3 separate regions of the Sus scrofa genome follow, and all the other regions are linked to region 2. Evidence: chromatin contacts called from public Hi-C and HiChIP or PLAC-seq data. All regions are on one chromosome and are shown on one strand. Each heading gives the region's core, a stretch centred on a gene start, on an enhancer-like site or on the middle of the called end of the contact. The rest is flanking DNA. Distances are from core to core; before and after follow the strand shown. Region 1 has its middle 93 kb from the start of UPP2. Region 2 holds the start of ACVR1 (activin receptor type-1). Region 3 overlaps ACVR1 (activin receptor type-1).

Evidence for each region. Hi-C and Micro-C count contacts between places; a contact is called where the count stands out from the background. HiChIP or PLAC-seq counts read pairs in DNA pulled down with a chosen protein or histone mark.
Region 1: a contact with region 2 is called in a Hi-C map of skeletal muscle, with 5 times the contacts expected there. The contact joins the enhancer-like site here to the promoter of ACVR1 in region 2. A contact is called at or near these places in 1 of 5 promoter capture datasets (liver), 11 of 47 Hi-C or Micro-C datasets (alveolar macrophages, embryonic fibroblasts, fetal heart ventricle and 6 more) and 1 of 2 datasets of contacts at active chromatin or transcription factors (skeletal muscle).
Region 3: a contact with region 2 is called in an H3K27ac HiChIP or PLAC-seq map of skeletal muscle. The contact joins the enhancer-like site here to the promoter of ACVR1 in region 2. A contact is called at or near these places in 1 of 5 promoter capture datasets (liver), 14 of 47 Hi-C or Micro-C datasets (brain, embryonic fibroblasts, fetal skeletal muscle and 5 more) and 2 of 2 datasets of contacts at active chromatin or transcription factors (alveolar macrophages and skeletal muscle).

The regions. Positions count from the first base shown.
Region 1 is chr15:64,993,206-64,998,010 of Sscrofa11.1, reverse strand. No RefSeq gene overlaps it. Among named protein-coding and RNA genes, the nearest start is that of UPP2, 93 kb to the left of the region's middle. Within about 2 kb of position 1,855, at least 8 of the 83 cell types and tissues checked have an H3K27ac peak or open chromatin away from gene starts, as enhancers often do. A contact at or near this core is called in skeletal muscle, where this site is marked.
Region 2 is chr15:64,889,157-64,893,810 of Sscrofa11.1, reverse strand. It overlaps ACVR1 (activin receptor type-1), which reads left to right and starts at 2,158. Exons shown (of 11, transcript XM_001927798.7): 1 at 2,158-2,310.
Region 3 is chr15:64,802,694-64,807,141 of Sscrofa11.1, reverse strand. The region is part of intron 3 of ACVR1 (activin receptor type-1); the gene reads left to right. Among named protein-coding and RNA genes, the nearest start is that of ACVR1, 87 kb to the left of the region's middle. Within about 2 kb of position 2,526, at least 14 of the 83 cell types and tissues checked have an H3K27ac peak or open chromatin away from gene starts, as enhancers often do. A contact at or near this core is called in alveolar macrophages, fetal skeletal muscle and skeletal muscle, where this site is marked.

The DNA.
Region 1 (4,805 bases), core at 606-3,105, 100 kb before region 2:
GGTAAGCACCCTCCTCCTTCTCAGGAGAAAGAACTAATATTATCACATGCCTGTTGCCACTAGTTAGAGAGCTATGAAGATGTGGGCCTGGAAGTGGCAAAGAGCCAGTTAAGAAGCAGAGGAGAGGAGTTCCTGTTGTGGCTCAGCGGGTTAAGGACCGGACGTTGTCTGTGCAACGACACGTGTTCAATTCCTGTTCTCGCTCAGTGGGTTAAGGATCTGGCGCTGCCATCACATACTGTGTAAGTCACAGTTGCAGTTCAGATCTGGTGTTGCCATGGTTGTGGCGTAGGCCGGCGGCTGTAGCTCCGATTTGGCCCCTAGCCTGGGAACTTCCATATGCTGCACATGCAGCCCTTAAAAAAAAAAAAAAAAAAAAAAAGGCAAACAGGATGAAAAAAGAGTCCTGCTTCCACTCTCCCTGAGCTGATCACTTGTTCTGTCCTGCTGGCTGCTGGATTCCCTCCAGCTGAAACACAGCCATGTAAATCCAGTGTGCTCCCAGGGCAGGGGCCTGACACTGCAAAGCTATGTTAAGAGGTCAGGCTACAGAGATGGGTAAGCCAGTCTCCCAGGTCTAGTGAAGCAGAGAAGTGCAAGGTCAAATGCTTTCTCAGGTTCATTAGGGGCCTCACCACACTCGCTCTCAGCTTTTAGCACAACTCCCACTTCACTCAACATTAATTCAACCTGCATTTACTGAATCCCTGCCACGTATTCCCCTTTCCAATCTGTGGCCTTTTAAACTGAATTGATGCCTGCTCTTCTGTCTTTCCTGCTTAACTTCATCTCACCTACTGGGAAAATTAAGAGAGGATCCCACTTATGCCCAGAACTGTGAAAATGCAACGTATCTTTAGTGGAAAGTTTACAGATAACCACCAGATGGGGCTGCTATGCAATGAAAGTAAACTTTTGTGGGGGCATGAGGAGTGGCTACAATATACTCCAACATCCAGAACAGCATTATTTATATCTTTCTTCATTGAAAACTAGGAAAAAAATGTTTTATGGATGTCTATGCTTCTAAATTTTTATAAAATCAAATCACTGCTTATAACAAATTTAGAAAATACTCCTCTTAGAAAGGGAATGTACATATATGTATGACTAGGTCACTTTTCTGTACAGCAGAAATTGGCACAACATTGCGAGTCAACTACACTTTAATAAAAAAAATTTAAAGAAAATACTCCTCTTAAAAAACAAGTGATCTTTTTAGAGAAAAATATATGTGCTTATTATTAGATGTTTTCCCCTCGGAGGAGATCCTGCCCACATCAAGTTTGCTTGCTTGTCTTTCTTCCTGATCCTTTCTCTTCATTCCTCTGTCTCTTTCAGTGAAAGGCCATAATATGAAAGGGAAATGCATTTATTTATTTATTTTATTACAGTCTTCTATGTGCTCTGTAATCAATTTCAAAAATAAATGAATGGCGTTTGACATTTTCTATCAACAGGCTCTTCTATCCTGATCTCTTCCATCTCAATCTAAATTAATCACTTTGACCTCACTACTTTTTCCTTCAGGTTTAGTTTGAAGATCTAGACAATTCTTGATTAATAACACTCACATGAGGTTGCCCCTGTCTCAGAAAATCCGAGAGACAAAAGGAGGGAGAGTGCCAAGTATGCCTTTGCTATCTCAGGAACACCCTGCTTAATGGGGCAAAGTAACCACAGGGGGTGGGGTTGGGGGGCAGCTGGAGCGTGACAATTGACCCCTGGGATGCAGAGGCAGGGAGTCTGCAGAGTCTGCGGACAGCAGCAGGGAAAGCTGCAGAGGGGAGGCGTCCCTCCTCTTTCTGCAGCACGATGCAGCCTGTGTCCCACTAATGCAAAACCAAGAGCGTCCTGGTGAGAAATGGAAAACCTAAAAATAGACCTGCAGAAAGGACTTTGACCTTGGCTTGAAAGTCAGCCCAGTGCTATGACAAGAAGGACTTTTTCCATGAAGATTATGTTTTTAAAATTCATATTTCATCTGCGTGCAGACTCTCGGTAAAACCACACTCAGAAAATGTGCATGTTGGCTGTCTTTCAGCTGTAAAGTCATTATATTTGGCTCTGGTTCTTTTGGACATTAGATGTCTGTGTAAGCGTTTCTTTTTGAAATTTCTCATGTAAGAAGTTAGTGGTTATAAACTGGATTAATAGTGACATTTAAGCATATCTCTATTACTGTATGTATCCAGTACTTAATGATTTCTGGAAAGAATTCAAGGACAAAGCAGGAAAATGTTGCATTCAAGTAATATAGAATGTACATGCTTTAGAATTAACTACAAAGAATTAGTAATTTCTCTTGAAGATATCTATCCACAGTACCAAAAGAATATATATATTTTAAGCTTCAGTAATTAAATCCCAAATTAAAGGATACTGTCCTATAATTTCTTGTGTATGTTAGTTATATTTGAAATGTTTGCTATCAAAGAACTTCAGGGGACCTTTATATGTACTCCATATATATGTTAAGAGTAACTTTGTGTGTGTATGTTTTGTTTTGTTTTTTTTAAGGCTATTAAATGGCAAAAACACTTTTATATACTTAGGTAACTTCCTAAGGAACAGCTGCCACCAATTAAACAACATACTTTTTAAAGACTCTTGGGGGTTCAATATACCGTCAGTGGACTGAAAAATCTGGAAAAATGGACTTCATTAGCTACTACAAAATTATTGAAAAGATGGTTGAAATGGCGTTTAATACCTGCGAAGACAGGAATAATCAGTGGTTTAAAGTTTCACCATAAAGATTGGTAAATAACCCTGATTACAGGTCTTATTCAAACAGAAAATAATGGATATGTGATGAAAGGAGAATAATGATCCGAATTGCTCTTAATCTTGGAATCATGCCTATTGATTGGCCTAGAAATAATGGGACTAATCATATGGTAAGAAAGCCAAGTGCTTGAGAAAGTCATTAACTTTGGGGAAACAAGATACCCACTAACTTCATTGTACTAGTACAGTATTTTATTGAGTAAAGCCTTCAAACATCTGTGTATTTAGGAAAAATTCCAGTGCTAACCCACGTCAAATAGCATTCCTTTCCACTTCTCCGGAACTGGTAAAAGCTATTTAGGTACTCTTTATAATTCATCAAACATTGACTGAACACCTACTGTATGCCTGGAATACCACAGAATCAAATAAGTAATTTAGCATTTTGAAAGATAATTACTAATCTCACATTGGCTTATTTCTAATAAGCTAAAGAAGTAACGATCTTCTCAAAATAGTCAATTTACCCTTTAGACTGGCATTCCTGAAACACTCTGGCAAAGTTTCATGAATAGACATATGTACAGTTGTCCTCTCATCTCAGCTTTTGCTTTCTGTGGCTTCCGTTACTCAGTCAACCACGGTCTCAAAATAATAGGCGGAAAGTTCCAGAAATAAACAATTTGTAAGTTTTAAATTGCAAGCCATTTTGAGGAGCATGATGAAATCTCGCGAGGGTCTGAATAGCGTGATTACGTCTCTCTGGGTGCCCTGCCCAGGACTTGAATCTTCCCTTTAATCTGCGCATCACCTGTAAGTCCCAGAGTAGCCCTCTCTGGTTATCAGATCCACTGTGTTTGTGGTATTTCAGTGTTTGTGTTCAAGTAACCCTTATTTTACTTACTAATGACTCCAAGGTGCAAGAATAATGGTGCTGGCAATTAAGATACGCCCAAAGGAAGCTGGGAAGCTGTAAAGGGCTTCCTTTAAGTGGAAAGGTGAAAGTTCTCAATAAGGTTAGGGAAACTATGCTGAGCTAAGACCTGTGGTAAGAAATTGTGAAGAAGGAAAAAGAAATTTGTGCTGTTTTTGCTGTCGTACCTCAGACTGCAAAATTATGGCCACAGTGAGTGATAAAGTGCTTAGTTAAGTTGAAAATGGCATTAAATTTGTGAAAGACATTTTGAGAGAGAGACTACATTCACTTAACTTTTATTATAGGAAATTGTTATAATAATTCTATCCTATCATTGTTTATTGTTGTTAATCTCTTACTGTGTCTAATTTACAAATTAAACTTTATCATAGGTATGTATGTATATGAAAAATCATAGCTTATATAAGGCCTGGTACTATCCAGGGTTTCAGGTATCCACTGGGGGTTTTGGAACGTACCTCCTGCAAATAAGGGGGACTACATCATATTAAAGAGACACAAAGTCTTTTTTAAAAAAAAATCATAATTTCTCATCTCTAGGGAAAGCCTCAGAGGATTTTGAATTCGAAATATTCTTACTTCCCATTAACTTTTCTTGAGGACTCCTGTAGCCAATTACTACTTAAATTTACAGCCTCTTTAACCCATTTTTGAGAACTTTCATGTCTTTTTAGATCCTGGTCTTGACAATGTATCACTGTTATTTTCATTTAAACAGTAATATATAAACAGCTGATTCATAGAAAGAGAAGTATGTGGGGAAAAAAAATGCCAATCTTGGCAAATGTGTGTTGACCAAGGAACTAATCCTGTAAAGGCTTGCCAGGTGGGGGCGGCAGAGAGCACTTGCTAAGACACAGTTGAGAACCTCAGGCCAGGTGATTGCCAGGAAACCCTCAAGGGCACTGGGGAACCACAATATCAATCTGTTGTGGGGAGTTAGCTGAATGGAGAGTCTGTTAAGAGGAAGCACCAGCCGGGAGACACAAGGAAAAGGAACAAGAAAGGGCTGAATGCAAAGAGGAAAGAGCTTGGGCTTTGAAATCACAAAAAAAGACTACTTCTGACACTTAGAAACTGTGTCACATCAGGCAAAAGGCTTAATCTCATGGTTGGTGCTTTCCATGTATAAAATGAG
Region 2 (4,654 bases), core at 909-3,408:
TCACAAGAGGGTTGAGTTAGAGGGCTTTGCATTGAGCCAGCCACATAATAAAGAGATAAAAGGAACAGTTGAAAGCATAACAGGGTTCATTAGTTCATTTATTCACTTACTCAGCAAACCTTTACTGTGCCACTCTGTTAGGGATGATGATACACAGTAGACATAACCAAACCTGGTCCTTCCCCTCAGGGAGCTTACAGCCTAGAGGATACTATAAAGGTTCCTAAGAAGAGGTCAGTAACTTGAAGACTCCAAAAATGGACCGGACTGAGGCATATTTACACAACTTGGGAAGTTCCCACATGTATGTAATCTCATTTGAACTACACAATAAACCTCATGAGACAGGCTATATTCCCTGTCTCACGTTAAAAATGTGTCTTGGGTTAAAAACGTGCCCAAGATCATACAGTTTTTAAGTGGCAGGGCTGACACTTAGGTCTCTGTCACATTGTTCTACAGAGGGAGGATACATACAAGGATTCTTGTTTGATTGACCTGGAATTTCTTCTCCTGTTTCTCACCAATCATAAAGCCCTTCCCCTTATGGAAAAATGCCCCAGCCTTCTGCATCTTTGTGCTTATATAATACCTAGGTATTCTTTTCTAGCAGTTTCATGTATATTTGCTTTGTGTTTCTAATTAAATTGTCAACTCCTGACCTGCAGGGACCAGATCTTCCATTTTCTTTGCAACCTTTTGCAGTACAGCAGACAGTCACCCAGTAAATGCCTGCTGCATGAATGAACCTGCAGAGATAAAAATACTTTATGGTATTCCCAGTTATTGGTTTCACGCTTATATTTGGCTTTGTGATGGGGTTATACATTCTAAACTTCTAGAGGGTAGAGAAAATGGCCTGGTGCTTTCCTTACACTCTGCAGGCACCATGCAAAATTCGATCCTCGCATGCCTTTTTGATGCTCTGGATAATATTAGAACACTGGAGTGTTTTTGTGTATCCAAGGACCGAGGTTGTCAGCCTCTCTGTGGCGGGGAATGTTCCTTCCTTTCCACTGTAAGCTCTCATGGCGCCTAGGACAGCGGTAGGTTACCGCAGACCCCCGCCCCTGTACCCCCCCATTTTTTTTTTTTTTTTTTTTAAATAAGGAGGTGTACTGCGAAAATGGCAAGCTCTTGCATAACCCCAGACCTTGAGGGGAAATGAGCAAAGTGGAAGGGGATTTGAAGGCAGGTCAGAAATGGCCTGGATGAGAATGCCGAGGCTTCTCTGTGAGAATCCAGTCGGCCAGGCAGGACTCCAACCGCTCGCAACCCGCAGTCCCGGGCCGGGGAGGCAGCCCGCCCGCCGGCCCGCCCACCCCGCGCGCCCCCGGGAGCTGTCCAGACAGCCCCGCCCGCGCCTACCTGGGCTCTCACCCCGCCGTGCGGCCTCTCTGCCTCCCACCCTGGCCGCGGGAGCCCGGCTCAGGCCTGCCCCGCCGCCTCCCCGCCTCGAAGGAGCCCCGCGGGAGGCGCGCTCGCAGCCTCCTCTGGGCTGGCCAGACAGCGTGGGGCGCGCCGGGGGCGGCTCGGCCAGGCTCGGCGGGGCTCGGCGGGCTCGCCCCGGGCCGGGCGCCTGCAGGGGGCGCGGGAACGGCCCCGCCCCGCCGCCTTCCCTCTCCCTCCCGGCTCCCTGGAACCGCGCCGGGAGGAAATGATGTGTTGCTGCCTGGTTAATCACAGCTCCAGACACTCATTGGCCGAGCGCTCCGCAGCCACTTCCTTCTCCTCCTCCTCCCGCTCCTCCCGCTCCCGCTCCTGCTCTTTGCAGCCGCCGCCGCCGCCGCAGCCTCCCCCTCGGCGCTGGGGGAACTTTTCTACTCTCAGTGACCGACTCCCCCGCCGCCCCCCGGCCAGCCCCCACCCGGCCCGCCCCGCCCGCTGCAGTCCTCCCAGCCCTGTCCGCAGCGCCTCGGGAAGTTTATTCCGCCCGCCCTCCTCCCCTTCCTTCTCCTCCGCCTCCTCTTCACCCCGCCTCCCCTCCCTCCCCCGGCTCTTTTCCCGGGGTGGCTGCCGCTGCCGCTGCCGCCGCTGTCTCTGCCAGGCTGCTCCTCGGCCAGCCGCACCGGCCCCAGGGCTGGAAAGCCCCTGGCCCCCAGCACCGGCTCGCCGTACCCGCCCGCCGCAGCCGCCGCCGCCGCCGCCGCCGCCGCTCGGGGCCGGTCGCCCGCCCTCGGCCCCGCGGAGTTCCGGGCTCCCTCGCCGGCTGCACCGCCCCGCCCCGCCCCGCGCCGCGCCGACCTGCAGCGCCCGGCTGGCTCGCACTCCGCCTCCCCGGCTCAGCCCCCCGCCGCCGCGGGACCAGAGGTGAGGGCAGGTCGCCGGCCGCCCCTGCCAGAGACCGGAGGACCGTGGGAGGAGGGAGCCTAGGCAGGAGAAGGGGCAGGGAATGGGGGTGGGAGGGTGGGCGTCAGCGGTGCTTCCCCCTCGCTTTCATTCCTTTCTCCCCCAAGCCGATCCACTCTTGGTGGGGGAAGCAGCCGCGGAAAAAAACTGTCTTGCTGTGGCCCTGAACTGCCAGTGGGATATGGGAGAGGGCAGAGGCAAGGAGTGGGTGGTCGTGTGTGTGTGTGTGTGTGTGTGTGTGTGTGTGTATATGTATGTATGTATGTGTGTGCGCATATGCATGTAGTGAACTCCTTCAGGGTGTGCGCCTCTGACTTGTAAATCGATCTGGCCGCCTGGCCACGGGGCTCACCTTCCTAGCTGAGCTTCGTAGAGAGTAAAGGGATGGGCGAATCACCCCCCACCTTCAAAATATCCGTCTCTTCCAAGAGGAATTTTCTGCTGGAGAGACAGCCAATAAACTCTGCTCAATGCCCTCCCTCCCTCCGTTCTTCCTAGCTGCAGTTTCAAAAAGCTTCAAAGCCAGGAATGTGGGATTCATCTTCCGATCCCCAGAAGGCAAATGTGGTTACAGATGTTGCACGGTACTTTGCCAAGTTTAAAACCCTTCCTTCAACACTGTAACCAAAACAGTGAGGCTAGAACCTTGGGCGCGCTGATATATGTGGGCCTCGGACTGTTGGACTCACTAACCCGTCGGGTTCTTGAGTATCTCAGCTCTGCCCAGTTTGTGCCAGATCTGTCTCCCACTCAGCTCCGACCCCCCTTTTCCTCCGGAGTTTTGAACGCTCTTTGCAGGGGAGAGAAGCTATAGAGGAAGCTACTTAGGGAAAAAAAAACATTCAACCTCCTAGCAGAGGAAAAGTCTTGGTGAAAAAGTTGTGCTTAATACGGCTCTGGGAGAGAGGTAGCCAAGTAATACAGTGGATGTTAATTTTATTGGGCTTTCTTTGCTTTCTTTTTTGAAGTGTGTGTCTGTGATTGAGGTTAGATGATGAGAAAAGAAACTTGTTTCATAGAGATTTTTTGTATTTTCGAAAAGAAGCCCTGGCATTTAGACACAGATCAACCCAGTGGTTTTAAAAGAATCCTGTCCCAGAGATGCAGACTGCTCTGACAGCTCAAGGAAAGGCGGTGGCAAAAAATAGATACCACCTCCCTTTCCCCCCAAAAAAATTCTTCCTGGAAAGGTAGTGGTAAGAAATTTCAAGAGATGGGCTGATCCAAGTGGCGGGCCTTAAATGGAAACACTATAGTATGTCCTGGCACTTGTCTCTGGAGGTGGGTGGCTGGCGGTGGGGGGTGGGGGTGCGGCTTGGGCAGCCAGCAGACACCACCAGACTTGTGCTGACCTCATACACTGGCCTCTCCATCCACTTTTACAGTATGCTTGAGTATGAAGTATGAGTCCTCTGCATTTCACTGATGGGGACACAAGGCTCAAGAGGCTATCTTAGGCCTGGACAGGACTTGAATCACCTGGCTTCCAAGACCAAATCACTTTTGTGTGTGTGTGGTGTATGATTCAGTTGTTTTTGTTTTCTGCCCTGGGATTAAAAAAACAAGGCTTTTGAGGCTGAGATGTGTAGGCCTTAGATTGATGGAATTGTGTTGGGTAATCTAATTTCTACTGTCGCCCCTTGTAAAAATACTCAAAGGTGGTGAATGATGTTCTGATAAATTCTGGAGAGATGGCAAAAAATCAAGGGCCGGGATGGGTTCATTCTCTACGTTTCTAGCAGTATAAGTGTATTTTACCTGAATAGGAGAGAGTGGTTTTCAATAAAACTTGATATAGGTAGTAGTTGTACCACTTTTGTACCTTGGAAGAGAGTGAGCATTTGAATCTCAATAAGTTTCTTGTTACCTCTAAGTAACGTAAAAGAATACCAAGGATGGAGAGTAAAGATGGAGGTGTATGCCATCATCAGGAATGTAACTAATTCATTTCAGAAGTGAGGGATTTAATGGCATTAATAGTATAGTAATTTTTTTTAAAGTAGTGATTTAAATTTTGTGCAGATAGCAGTTATTGAATCAGTAAATGAAGACTATGCCTCTATCTTACCCTCGATTGCACTGAACTAGTCCTGTGGTGATCATGATAGGCTTTTAGGTAAGGTGGGTTGAGTAGTTTAGCCTTCTTAGGGAAGGAGGAGTGGGACAGAAATGGATTTGAAAAATGATCCTGCTATTCAAGGTCATGAGGTGAAGATAGAATCAATGCGTATATACTGTACTTTAGGCAAACAGGAGCTGGGTCTGGGAATTGTCCTCTGTGCTTGTTTTACCATTGGATCCCTGC
Region 3 (4,448 bases), core at 1,277-3,776, 87 kb after region 2:
GAAAGCTTATCTGGAACCGCTAAATTGATTTCGCTACCCACACGTGGGTCATCATCCATCATAAGTTTAAAAAAGACAACTCCAGGGGAGTTCCCATCGTGGTGCAGTGGAATTGAATCTGACTAGTATCCATGAGGATGTGGGTTCAATCCCTGACCTCGCTCAGTGGGTTAAGGATCCAGCGTTGCTGTGGCTGTAGTGTAGGTTGGCAGCTGTAGCTCCATTTGACCCCTAGCCTGGGAACCTCCGTATGCTGTGGGTGTAGCCCTAAAAATATAAAAAAAGGACAACTCCAGTCTGTTCCTGAGGGTTACTGCCTGGAAGTCCCTGCTGTCCTCAGATTAAAGCTCTGACAACTAACCCAGATAGTTTCCAACAGAGCTGGCTCAGACCTGTTGTGTGTGTGTGTGGGTTTTTTTTTACAACATCATGTAGCCTGGCTGTCCTCTCTCCAAGCCAGTGATTTGACAGAAAGAGGAAAGTTTACATTTGGTCATAGCACTGGAACAGCTGCTGCCCAATTCTAATCAGCTGAATCTGAGCTGTGCAGAGCTGGGTGTTTCCTCGATCCAGGGTAATGCTGCATCTAATTCTTTGTTATGGGTTACAGTGGAACATGGACTTTCTGAGGATATGTATATTTGGTGGATGTGGGAAGGAGAGAAGGAAAAGGAGACAGAATGAGAAATTCCTCTTGGAAGCGGGTGGTGAAATTCATCTTAAAACAAAAACTAAAACCTCTGCCTGTATTTTTCTTTATTCAAATGGTGATTTTGAGTGGGAGATGGTCTCTTTTGTGTATTATTTGCTGCATTTGTTTTTGTGTTTTACCTTCCAAATTCTGGTACTTATAACCAAGCCAGTTTGAATGGGGGAAAAAAAAAACCCTCCCCCAAAAAAGCAGGCCCATCCAGGAAAGCTGGAAAGAGTTGATATGACAAAAAAAAAACCCCAAAAAAAACAAAACAAAAAAAAAACAAACCCACAGCCCAGTTTAGAATTTGACTACTGTGGTGGATTAGTTAGTGCTTCAGAATGCTATGTAGAGTCACAGAATCATGGCTTCTGTTTATCTTTTATATCATGTCCTAGTTCATATGCTTCACATTGTCAATTTTGCAAAAGGTTAGGCTAATTTTTGATAGTTAAATTGGTGTGGCTGATCAAAGAGCATCTTCTGAAAGGAGGGATCTGGGCCATGCATAGGAATCAAGCCTTTCTCAGGAGAGTGACAGAATCAAACACTGTCATGAGCTATTTTCTTTTTACTGTGTCTTTCCATGTAGAGGTTATTGCGCCTCTCAAGAGCTGTTACCACAGCACCACACTGGACAGTAAGTGGGTGGTGGTGCAGAGTCATCTATGCAAAGTGAGAGGCGACGCTTGGTGACATTCTTTGTTTTCTCCCCAGTATCTAAGACAGTGCTTGGCATGTAGTTGGAGCTCAATGAATATTTGACAAACGAATGAATAATGTTGGCTACAATAATAATTATTGTAATAAAAAAAGATAATAAGAGACTGAGGAACTGATCTGGGCTGGGCATGTGATATGAAAGCACATCCTTTCAAAGAATTTATTCTGAGTTTGGTAAAAGAGATTCAGTTAGAAGACAAGCTTACATTCTTCCAGTTGATAAATCAACTTGAGCACACGGATAGCACTGGTGATGTCCACATACCTAGAAGTAGGGGTTCCTGCTGTAAAGGAGTCACAGTTGAGTTGGAGGAGATAAAGATTACAGCACAGTACTGGGGGTATCAACAGAAAGGGCCTTCTTGTCACACTGGGCTGGGATTGGGGACTGCCTTCCAGGAAGGCTGGATTTCAAAGATGAACAGGCATTAGACCAGCAAAGGAAGGACTGAGGACTTTTTAGGCAGAGGAACGGATACCATCGGGGCGGTCCATCATGGCCAGAGCAGCCTCTAGAAGGCATTTGGGTTGAGAGTGGAGGCCCCACTAGTCTGGCAGGGCCTTGTGCCTGAGGTGTTTGTCTTGGATCCTAGGGCAGGGAGAGCTCTTGGAAGATTAGTCATGTGCAGTTTGGGTGCTTTGAAAGAGTTGTGTGGTGGAAATGGATCCCAGGCTATGTACAGCCAGATGAGAGGTGAAGGGACAGGAAAAACTAGTCCTCCCACAGGGTTGGGGCAGACAGGCCCACATACTTCCTTTTCAAAGGCATCCCAACTATAGCAACTTGATGGTGACCAACAAAACAAAAACAAAACAAAAACAAAACCTTAGTTCCAAGAGTAGACCTTTGTGACAGGTAGTCACAAATAATAATAACAGCGGCAGACGACAGTAACCTAATAATAATCCCACTGCTGCTTTTATTATGAAAACAGAAGGCTGAGCTGCTGACTTTTCTAGCAACTTTTGCAAGACATTTAAATCCCTCTAGCTGGCCCTTTGTTCCTGTGTTGCCATGGAGTGTCAATAAGCCCCGCTCAGAATAACCCCGGCAGTGACATGAGAGGTACAGCTTGCTCACTGGCATGGTGGCTGGCCAGGTTACACTGTTTTCATTGCTCCCGTCTTGGGAGGAGCACTGGGCAGCTGGTTGCCCTGGCAGCTGTGAAAGGTGTACGTCTCTTGGCTGCCCAGAGTTTGAAATGCAACCAGAACTTGCCTGCCCTACTGAGCATGTGCAGCTCAAGATGGAGCTGATAGCAACTGAAAATAGCCCACTGCGCACCTGTCGCCTGTACACCAGCCCCTGCCACCTGCCATTAGGACAGTGTGGGCTCACTTGGTGGACAGGTGAGGGCTGAGTGGATCTCAGTGGGTCTCAGGAAGATATTGGGAACTTTGGCCATGGCTTAAAAGGAAACAAAAAAGCAGCAGGCCCTTCTGAGCAGTTCAGTGGACACTTTTGTGGTCAGTGGGTGACCACAGTGGCTGCGTATGCACAGTATGTGCTGAAGACGCCATACAATTTTCCTTGCTCAGCCAAACTGTGGTCCAGCAAACAGACCAAGAGGTAAATGTTTCCTCTCGGAGGAAAAGGCTTTCTGACGAAACTCCTAGTGGCAGCCATCCTGATTTACCTGCCTCAGTGGAGGCACAGGGTCAAACTATTTTGTTTGACTTTTCTGCCTGCTCTTTAATTCCCAATGATTGACAGTAGATCACTTCTATAAGGTGTCTCTTTGCTAGATTAGTCTTTCTCAGCAATCCAAGTGCGGGCACAGAACAGAATCATAGCATGTTAGGAGCTGTCTTTTTCCCTTTGGGACTCTTTCCATTTCCTTCTGGGCTTTCATCTCTTCGGCGGGCTTGCCACCATCGGGTAGGCTTGGCACACCAGTGTGGATGGAAGCAGGCTCTGGAAGGAAATACTTCTGAAATGACTGGTGGTATTAAAGCTGCTATTTAGAAGTGACCCTTCTTAGAGACTTGGGTTATCTTTAGGCCATCACTGCTCCACAGCCACCGGAGCCAAAGGGAGTCTGCGGAAACCCTGGCCGGTTGCTCTCGCCTTGGTTTGTGTTTAGATATTCTTGCTCTCCAGCCAGTGGCCTCGTGACACATCTCAGATTTAGCTGCCTTTCTTCTGCCAAGGTCCAAGATTATTGTGGAAGCTGGGAATGGTGTGCTGTGCCACAGAGATGAGGGGAGTGAGGGAGGGGTGTTTGAGAAGCCAGTTCTGGTTCTCAGCCCTCTGAAGAAATGCTTTCTCTTTCCACCTTGAGTGTAGGCACCTGGAACCTTTCTGTGGGCTCAGGGGTAAAAGGGAATAAGTTCAAAATGAACATTTCTCAACTGTCTCATGGTGATTGTAGGATCTTTAGTCTATGATGAAGAATCCAGTCTTCTAAGTGTGTTGAATTTGGAAGTTCACGAATCCTTGTGGACCATATTAATTAGATTGATGGGGTAAAGAGACAAAGCAAAGATCCAGTTATTAAGGCTGGAATGCATATGCATGAGGCATGTATTTGTGGGACTGAAGACATGGGATTCCATTCTTTATTGACCTTTCATGGAGTTCTGGACCTGGAAGGGCCTCCCTTGATTGGGAGATGGGATGATAGCAATATCAAAAACTTGGGCTTTACCCCTGTTTTTCACCCTTGAAAAAACTCTGTCTGGCTTCATCTGGGCTGGAAAGAAAATTGTCTAGACATTACCTTGTTCCCTCTGTGCTTTTTTCTCGGGCTGGGGTACTATGGGGAGCTAGAGCAGAGGATATCAGCTGAACTTAACTAACTCTAGACATTTTCGCATTAGCTTTGGGTGCCACGATGCCTTGAGGCTGGCATTCTAAGACTTGTTGTTAACAAATTGGAGCCCTGCCCATCTTTTGAAGGGTTTATCTCTGTGGTTTGAAAGCTTCCGGAAGGGGTGTGGGGGTGTGGTGGCGGCTTGCTGGTGGTAAGTAGAGAAAAGATTGGCAGCCTTGAGGCTCTGTCCCTGGTTCCCAGAGAAAAAGGTCTAGTAG